Regions from separate parts of the Gossypium arboreum genome. Here region 1 is linked to region 2. Evidence: chromatin contacts called from public Hi-C data. All regions are on one chromosome and are shown on one strand. The core of a region is the stretch at or near the end of the contact, and the rest is flanking DNA. Distances in the headings are between cores, read along the strand shown.

The links. A called contact is a pair of places that touch in the nucleus more often than the background predicts.
Region 1: a contact with region 2 is called in a Hi-C map of leaf, with 3 times the contacts expected there. The contact joins the promoter of LOC108488450 here to the promoter of LOC108487382 in region 2. A contact is called at or near these places in 2 of 5 Hi-C or Micro-C datasets (both in leaf).

What each region holds. Positions count from the first base shown.
Region 1 is chr10:16,459,209-16,463,566 of ASM2569848v2, forward strand. LOC108488450 (acyl-coenzyme A oxidase, peroxisomal-like) reads left to right here and starts at 1,687. Exons shown (of 7, transcript XM_017792729.2): 1 at 1,687-2,326; 2 at 2,492-2,607; 3 at 2,717-3,597; 4 at 3,718-3,897; 5 at 3,980-4,146; 6 at 4,228-4,351. The coding sequence starts at 1,881.
Region 2 is chr10:16,241,074-16,245,291 of ASM2569848v2, forward strand. LOC108487382 (18.5 kDa class IV heat shock protein) reads left to right here and starts at 2,754. Exons shown (of 1, transcript XM_017791710.1): 1 at 2,754-3,564. The coding sequence starts at 2,769. The coding sequence ends at 3,392. LOC108487623 reads left to right here. Exons shown (of 7, transcript XM_053020502.1): 7 at 422-817. The coding sequence ends at 482.

The DNA.
Region 1 (4,358 bases), core at 437-2,936, 220 kb after region 2:
ACCTTGACTTGCCAGATATTGCAATTGGCAAAAAATTCGTCCGAGATGCATTCTTGAATTTTTGGATCGGCGTATGACATCAATTTAAACTATAGTATGAAATTATAAATTTCATTATCTATCTAATATTATGTTTCAAATCCTTACATAAATATTATAAAATTAAAAAATTCAAAAATTAATCTTTGCTTTCGATCGTTGATCTAATAGTAGTCAAATGTCTTCGAGCTCGCCCGCTATACCCACATGACTTGCCCCATTGTTTCACCTATTTAAATAATATTTTATTTCAAAAATATAATAATGAATAAATATTATGATAACTATATTATCAAATGAAATTTACTTTGTTACGAGTGGGAATCAATAAAGGGTGTTGACTCAAAGACATAAAAATGGTAACCAGTATCATGCTCATGACTGCAGAAGGAGTATACAACCACCGATTTTAAATTTTTATGGTTGCGTCACTCAACACATCTTTCGGTATAGTGTGGCCAACACAACTGATCCTTAACTGAGTCGCCTCACTTCTTTCAAGTCAACAAGTTGTAGTAGCCACCTTAGATGTACTAGGTTTTGAGATTTATCGAACATTAGAATACCCCCGATTAACCTCAAGATGAATGCTCGGGGGTATTGTTGCCTTTCAATGGCACTTGCGGAGTTGTTACAATATTTGAAAATTTCTTCCAACCATTTCATCTCTATTCGGCTACCAAAAAACTTCTCCAACACCTTGCCTACTAGTGCATCACAAATGTCGTTCAAATCGCCAATCTTTACGATTGGCCTATCCACCGATAAATTGATTTATAACGATACGTCCCCAAGTGTGATTGTACACTCATTGCATGAAGGATGGAATGTGTGTCTTGGGTCTCTATCTTTCCACCAGTGCGTTGACAAATGTGGAATCCAGTTTTCACCCCCTTAGCATATAAGACACATGCAAAAATCCCATCTCTTACAAGTCTTCTTCAATTACACACGTTGCCCTCGCAAATAAATTGAGGATGTACGTCTCTAAAATTCGATCTTGACTAATTATATAAACATAAAAAATTATAAATTTAACTATATTAACAACTTAATAATGAACTTAATTAAAATTAAAAATTAAAAATATTTTCTTACCATTTGTAATTAAATGCACAAAATGTGCTTGCTATCAAAATAAATTAGCGAATTATCATTATAAAAACCAATTAAAAACAAATAAGTTACGAAATATAAAATTAAAAGAACAACATCTTTAGAAAAATTATCTTTTAAAAACTGAAAACTAAAAACTTTAAAAATTAAGAGAATTAAAAAATGAGATTTGAATGTAAAAAGAAAAATTAACTTGAATTTATATAATAAATAAACTAGCTGTTTTTAGCCTATTTCCATTTTTTAAAATACATATTTCTCTAGTTTAGCTAATATAAATAACTGAATTAATTATAAATATTAAAAAGCTAAAATTTGAATTATTTTTAATTTCGTAATAATTTTCAGAAAAAATAATTACTATTTTTAAAGGATGAAATTAATATCGCATAAATTGTATTATTTTTTAAAATAGATAAACCAAATATGTGTGAGAAAAACCAAGTTTATCCATTCTGCGTATATGGGAAGATAAGAATAAACAGGACAAAACAAACTCTAAAGGTCAAATCCCACTCTGTCTCAAAAACTGCCACGTCATCACTATATCCATTCCCCCAAGTCCCCGCGCTAACTTAACGACTTTCCTTTCTTCCAATAAAAAATTGGCATGTCACCATGACTTTTATGTTTGAATTACTCAGTCCCCTCCTTTTCTTCACATTTTCAGAAGACAAACCACCGCTTAAAAAAAAATAATAATAATCCCCCGGTGTCGTAAAAACATGAACCCAAATCAGACGGTGGAGGATGAATCCCATCCGTACATCACCGCCGCGAGCCGCCGTATCCAGCTTCTGTCCCTTCACCTGACCCCGCTTCCACCTTCTCAACCTTCACCCCAGCTCAACATGCTAATATGCGCCAAGGCGGCCAATAAACTGGAGGTTGACAAAGTCTCTCTCTCAACCTACATGAGAGGGAAAAACAGGGATATTCAAGAGAAAATCATTGAATTTTTCGAGTCAAGGCCCGATTTACAAACCCCGGTCGGGGTTTCAATGAATGAACATAGGGAGCTTTGTATGAGACAGCTGGTTGCGTTGGTTAGAGAAGCAAAGATCAAGCCTTTTAGATATGTTGTTGATGACCCTGCTAAGTATTTCGCCATTACTGAAGCTATTGGGAGTATTGATGTATCTCTTGGGATCAAACTTGGCGTCCAGTTTAGGTATATTAAAGATTCAATCTTGGTTGCTTTTTGGAGTTTGGGTATTTAAATTTATGAAAGTTATTCATTTTTTAAGTTTTGGAATCTATGGTGTTTTTTTTTTTTTTGAGGAATTTATTGGTTTTGGATTAATCGTAGTGAGTTGGAATGCTTAAAATTGTGCAGTCTTTGGGGAGGTTCAGTGCTAAACTTAGGAACTGAAAAGCATAGGGATAAATATTTTGATGGAATCGACAATCTGGATTATCCTGGGTGTTTCGCCATGACAGAACTACACCACGGTAAGCTCTCTGTTTCAACCATGACAATCTGGATTTTCTTGTTATAAATTATGGTGGTGTTTTTTATGTATAAAAAACTAAACTGTGAAATTTATGTGGATTTTGAAAGGCTCAAATGTACAAGGTCTTCAAACCAGGGCAACATTTGATCCAGTTACAGATGAATTCATCATTGACACACCAAATGATGGAGCCATCAAATGGTGGATTGGGAATGCTGCAGTTCATGGCAAATTCGCAACAGTTTTCGCTAAACTCATTTTACCAACTCATGACTCCAAAAAAGTTTCCGATATGGGAGTCCATGCTTTCATTGTCCCAATAAGGGATTTAAACACTCTCCAAACACTTCCCGGAATCGAAATCCACGATTGTGGCCATAAAGTTGGCTTGAATGGAGTTGATAATGGAGCACTGCGATTCCGTTCGGTTCGAATCCCCCGAGATAACCTTCTTAATCGATTCGGCGATGTTTCTCGAGATGGAAAATACACTAGTAGTCTCCCTACTATAAACAAACGTTTCGCTGCCATGTTAGGTGAACTTGTAGGTGGGAGGGTCGGCCTTGCATATGCTTCCGTTGGCTTCCTCAAGATTTCGGTCACTATCGCTGTTCGATACTCCTTACTACGCCAGCAATTTGGTCCTCCCGAACAGCCTGAAGTCAGCATTCTAGATTATCAATCACAACAGCACAAGCTCATGCCGATGCTGGCTTCATCGTATGCATTTCATTTTGCTACTCATTATTTGGTCCAGAAATATTCGGAGATGAAGAAGATGCACGATGAACAACTCGTTGCTGATGTACATGCACTTTCCGCAGGCCTTAAGGCCTACGTGACATCATATACAGCAAAGTCATTGAGTACCTGCAGGGAAGCCTGCGGAGGCCATGGATATGCCGCTGTCAACCGGTTTGGTAGCTTGAGGAACGATCACGATATTTTCCAGACATTTGAAGGAGACAACACAGTACTTATGCAACAGGTTTCAGACAAATCAACCTTGCTTGAAAACTTACAATGTCTTTTTTCAGTTTTCCTTCATTAGACCTTGAATTTGCTTTTTGATACAACTTAATGGGAATTCTTCTTGGGATCTATCTAGGTAGCTGCTGATCTATTGAAGCAATATAAAGACAAGTTCCAAGGTGGTTCTCTTTCTGTTACATGGAACTACTTGCGAGAATCTATGAACACATACTTGTCGCAGCCGAATCCTATAATTGCTCGATGGGAAAGTGCTGATCACTTGCGAGACCCTAAATTCCAGTTGGATGCCTTCAGGGTGAGTGTTATCTTTGTTATTGTACATTATCGTTTCATAGTGTAAATTGTAACAATAAGATTTCTCCAATTTTGGTTTTTAGTACCGAACCTCAAGACTGCTCCAAAGTGTAGCAGCACGGCTCCGGAAGCACTCGAAAACTCTAGGCAGCTTTGGTGCTTGGAATAGGTGCCTGAATCACCTTCTGTTGCTTGCAGAGGCTCATACTGAGTCTGTCATCCTTGCAAAGTTTATCGAAGCTGTGCACAAGTACATCCTCAACTCTAATATTTTCCGCTTGCCATGCGCATACTTTCTGAGTTTCTAACTGAGCTTGAAATTGAATTCCAGTTGTCCTGATGCAAGTAGTAGAGCTGCTCTAAAACTCGTTTGCGATCTTTATGCGCTGGACCACATCTGGAACGACATAGGAACTTACCGTAATGTTGATTATGTTGCTCCTAACAAAGCCAAGGTATAGA
Region 2 (4,218 bases), core at 1,504-4,003:
TGAACTTGGGCATAAACAATTGAGTTTGAAGTTGAGCATGAAAATTGAGCTTATTTTACTAGGTAAATGAACTTAATTGAGCCTAATCTATCATGTTCAAGCAATTCAATATTTATTTGGAATCGAGCTTGAGCTTTAAGAGTAAAACTCAATCAAGCTCAAACCGAATTTCATGTCTCTAAGTCTGAGTTGATCGAGCTTCTTACAGTTGGAACTCCACTGGACTTGCGGTTACACCTCTACCCTTAACCTGACGGAGTCTAATATTTTTACAATGAAGTAGGTTTGCTCCATTGTTGTCAGAATTTTGGCAGTAATGCAGCACATGGTATTTGAAACCTACCATAAGGTTTCCTAGTACTAACAGTAATCAGAGGAGTCCCTTCCGATCAATGGCTTATTGTTTCCTTCTTTGGCTCAGGTCATGTTTGGGGACATTGATATTGATTTATCTGACGCTGAGAGTTACGGCAAACTATTGATGTGTTCAATCTACGTCAGTCAGGTTCAAATGTGAGTGCGGTATACAAGTGTGTTGAATTCTTTTTTCTAGATTTCATGATCATATCCTGTACTCATGTCTGGATATAGTACGAGTACCTAAAAGATAAAGTGAAAAGTCGGAGTAACATAGGATTCAATCATGTTTTGTACCTTCTTCTTTATTTTGTTGAGCATCTTTTCTTGAAGTTTATTGAGATTTCGTGTTTTGAGAACTGCTGCTTTATAGTTTAGCTTTCTAAATGTCAATATTATTGATTTTCCACTGTAAATATGACCAGTGATTCAGTAATTCATCATCTCTTTATCATTGTAAGGTTGTAAGGGTTCGTTTGTTTACATGGAAAAGGTTTTACGATAAAATAAGCTCTTTTTCCTGTAAAAATAACTTACTATTTTGAAAAGAGTAAGTCATTTTCCGGAAAAGAGTTCATTTATAGATAATTTTATATTTTATAAAAATTAACTTAAATCAAGCTTAATATTATTATATTGATAATAAATTTTATTTTTTAAAAATATTTAAAATATTATATTTTTCAATATTATTAAACATACATATTTAATTATTTATATTTAGTGATATAATAAATAATAAATTATTTAATATTTCAATTTTATTTTAATAATAAATTTTAAAATAATAATTTAAAATAATATTATTCACATATTATTGAAAATATTCAATACTAATATTTTAATAATAAATGTTTTGTAGTATAAAGGTTAAAATATATGTACACTTGTAATTTAGTCTTTGTACTTTTATTTTCAAGAATTTGTCCCTTTACTTTTCAAATTTGAAAATCAAGTCCAATTGTTGACATCGTAGTCATGTAATTAAAAATGACGTTGTAATGAATCAATTTAACATAATATTTTTAATATATACAAAACGATGTAAAATATAAAATTATAGATAAAAATAAATTTAATTAAACAATGAGAAAATAAGAAAATCTCAAATGCATGTTTGTTTAATTGAAAACAACTTTTATGAAATGTTTTTAAGAAATATACCAAACAACAGAAAATATTTTATACAGTTTCATCCAAACACCAGAAAATATTAGCTTTTCCAGAAAAGTAAATCATTTTCCAGAAATTATTTTCCTAAAATGTCAATAATATTTTCCTGGTTAATGCAATATAATTTTTAATTTTTTATTGGGTTAATATATCAATCAGTGCTTAAGTTTGATTTTAGTATTTAATTTGGTATTTGAGGTTTTTTTGTCTCAATTTGGTACTTGGATTTGGTTTCAATATTCAATTTGGTATCTAAACCAAATGAGATTATGTGGCCCAAAAAATTTTCAACACATGCTATAGTAAACAAACATAAGTACCAAATTGAACATATTGAAACTAAACTCAGGTACCTAATTAAGACAAAAAAATTTTAAGTATCAAAATAGAAAAACTTAGGTACCAAAGTGAACATTAAAGCTAAATTTTAGGTATCAACTTGAATACTAAAGTTAAACTTAGGTGCTAAATACAACATATCTTCTTTATAATAATATTTTGCGACAACAGCCAATTTTTTAAAAAAAATTAATTTTTTAAGTTTTATTTTAGTTCTATAACTTTTCACTACGTTCTGTATTAAATTAATTCTTCATAATAACATATGATCTAAATTTTTAAGTGAAATTATAACTAATTCATGTAAGTAAACCTGCATTTTTCATGGACTCCCCCACTGTGGGGCTTGTGCCGAGCCTCTTATTTCTCAGGCTTGACCGGTCGCTAGTAGAGGCTCGTTTTTCTCAAGTTTGACACTGTACACTTGATTCGAAGAGCATTTCTTGTTGGGGCTATGCGGAGATCCATCGGGAAGATTATGAGAAAAAACGCACCAGTTCATAGTGTTTTTGGTGGTTGAAGTCCAATGATGAGTTTGTTTTTGGCTTGTTTGAAATTTAGTAATGTTATTCTTATTTTTTTGTTTTGTTGTTGTAGCAGTTTTTTTACGACTAAGTGTTGTTTACATATGGTCTAATATTTGATCAGGTGTTACAGACATCTTTCACCAACCAGACTCCCACTCCAACTTGGGTACTGGGCTTGGGCTTAAAACCCCTTATACTTTTTATGTGTTCTGAATTTTTTTAACCTTTCGACCTGTAATGGAATCTTCATAGTTAAAAAGTAAAAATAATGGAAAAGCCTAGAATACAGTGCTCTAGAGTGGGCTAAACCTCAGTTGAAGCCTCAAACTCTCATACCAACATATCATTCTAGAAAGTGCCGGAAAAGACGAAATGTCAATTATGCCCCTGCTGGAGATTTCCTTTTTGTTCATTTCCTCATTGAGGTTGGAGCGCATTAAACTAGACTTTGCTCTTTCCTCTGTTTACTGTGTTTCCAAAATCAAGAGCTTTCAACACACTCCTTCACTCCAAACCCACCAGAAAGAAACCATGTCAATTGTCCCGATCAATGGCCAACAAGGCACACCCACTGATCCTTTCTCTCTTGAATTATGGGATCCATTCAACAACTTGGATGTTTTGAACCCATTCTCCCATTCTTTCCCTTTCCCTTTCCCTTCATTTCTTTCCACCCATTTCCCTGGTTTCTCCTCTGAAATTTTCCCCTCCTTGGGGACCCAACTCAATTGTGTAGAAACCCCAAGGGCCCATGTCTACAAAGCCTACCTTCCAGGGGTCACCAGAGATGAAGTTCTGGTTTTCATCGATGATGACAGGATGCTTCAGATAAGCACTGAAAATGGTAACTTCATGAGCAGGTTCAAGTTGCCCGACAATGCAAGGACTGATGAGATTGAAGGTTTTATGGAGAATGGGATGCTCATCGTCACTATTGGGAAGCAAACTCAAGCTCCGGAGAGGCCAAATGTTAGGGTCGTTGAAATCACAGAGTAATTTCACTTTTTTTTTTAATGCAAAATGTCAAGTGATGCTCTACTCTATGGTGTTTGTTGTGTTTTGAAGCTTGAAAAAATGTGTTTAATGTCAAAGAGTAAGTAGGTTCTTGTACTAGAACAGTAGTTTTAGTAGTAATAAAAGCACTTTTGTGTTGTGTACTTTGCTTCAACTTTGGTTTAAGAAGTTAGGAACAGAATTCAAGCCGATACAATACCTCAATTCATCACCGCCTGTCAGAAGATATTTGGATAAAATTAAAGATTAGATGAGTAGAGGATGTTGAGGTGAAAGAGAAAATTCCATTATTCAGGGGAAAGAATCTAAGTTTTGTTAATAGACATGAACAAGTTGAAACCATTTCGGAACTTCATTTTTAAGATAAAGAAATCGAAACTCGAAATGGTAAATTGTTGGAACTGGTAAAAGGATGAACAATTCCAAAGGGGCTGAAGATGATGACACCCAGGGATGGATGGATCCAGGTAGGGGTTTTCATGGGTCTGGCTATTTGGCAGATTTGAGTAAAAATATAGGCCCGAAAAATAAGTTTGGATAAAAAAAAGAAAAGCTAATTTAAAAAATAAATTTAAAAAATGAATTGAGTCTTGGGTCAGATAAGTCTTTGGTAAAATATTTTTAGCCTGGGTTTGGCTCTGCTCGGTTTAACTTGAATTTATTAAAGAATAAAAATTTATATATTTTTTTATTTTTGAATGTTATTTTTTTATTTTGTTACTATTTTATTATTATGTTGTTATTATTTAGATATTGTATAAAATTTATTTTCTTGTTAACTTTGTTATTATTTTAAAAGTATTTGTTA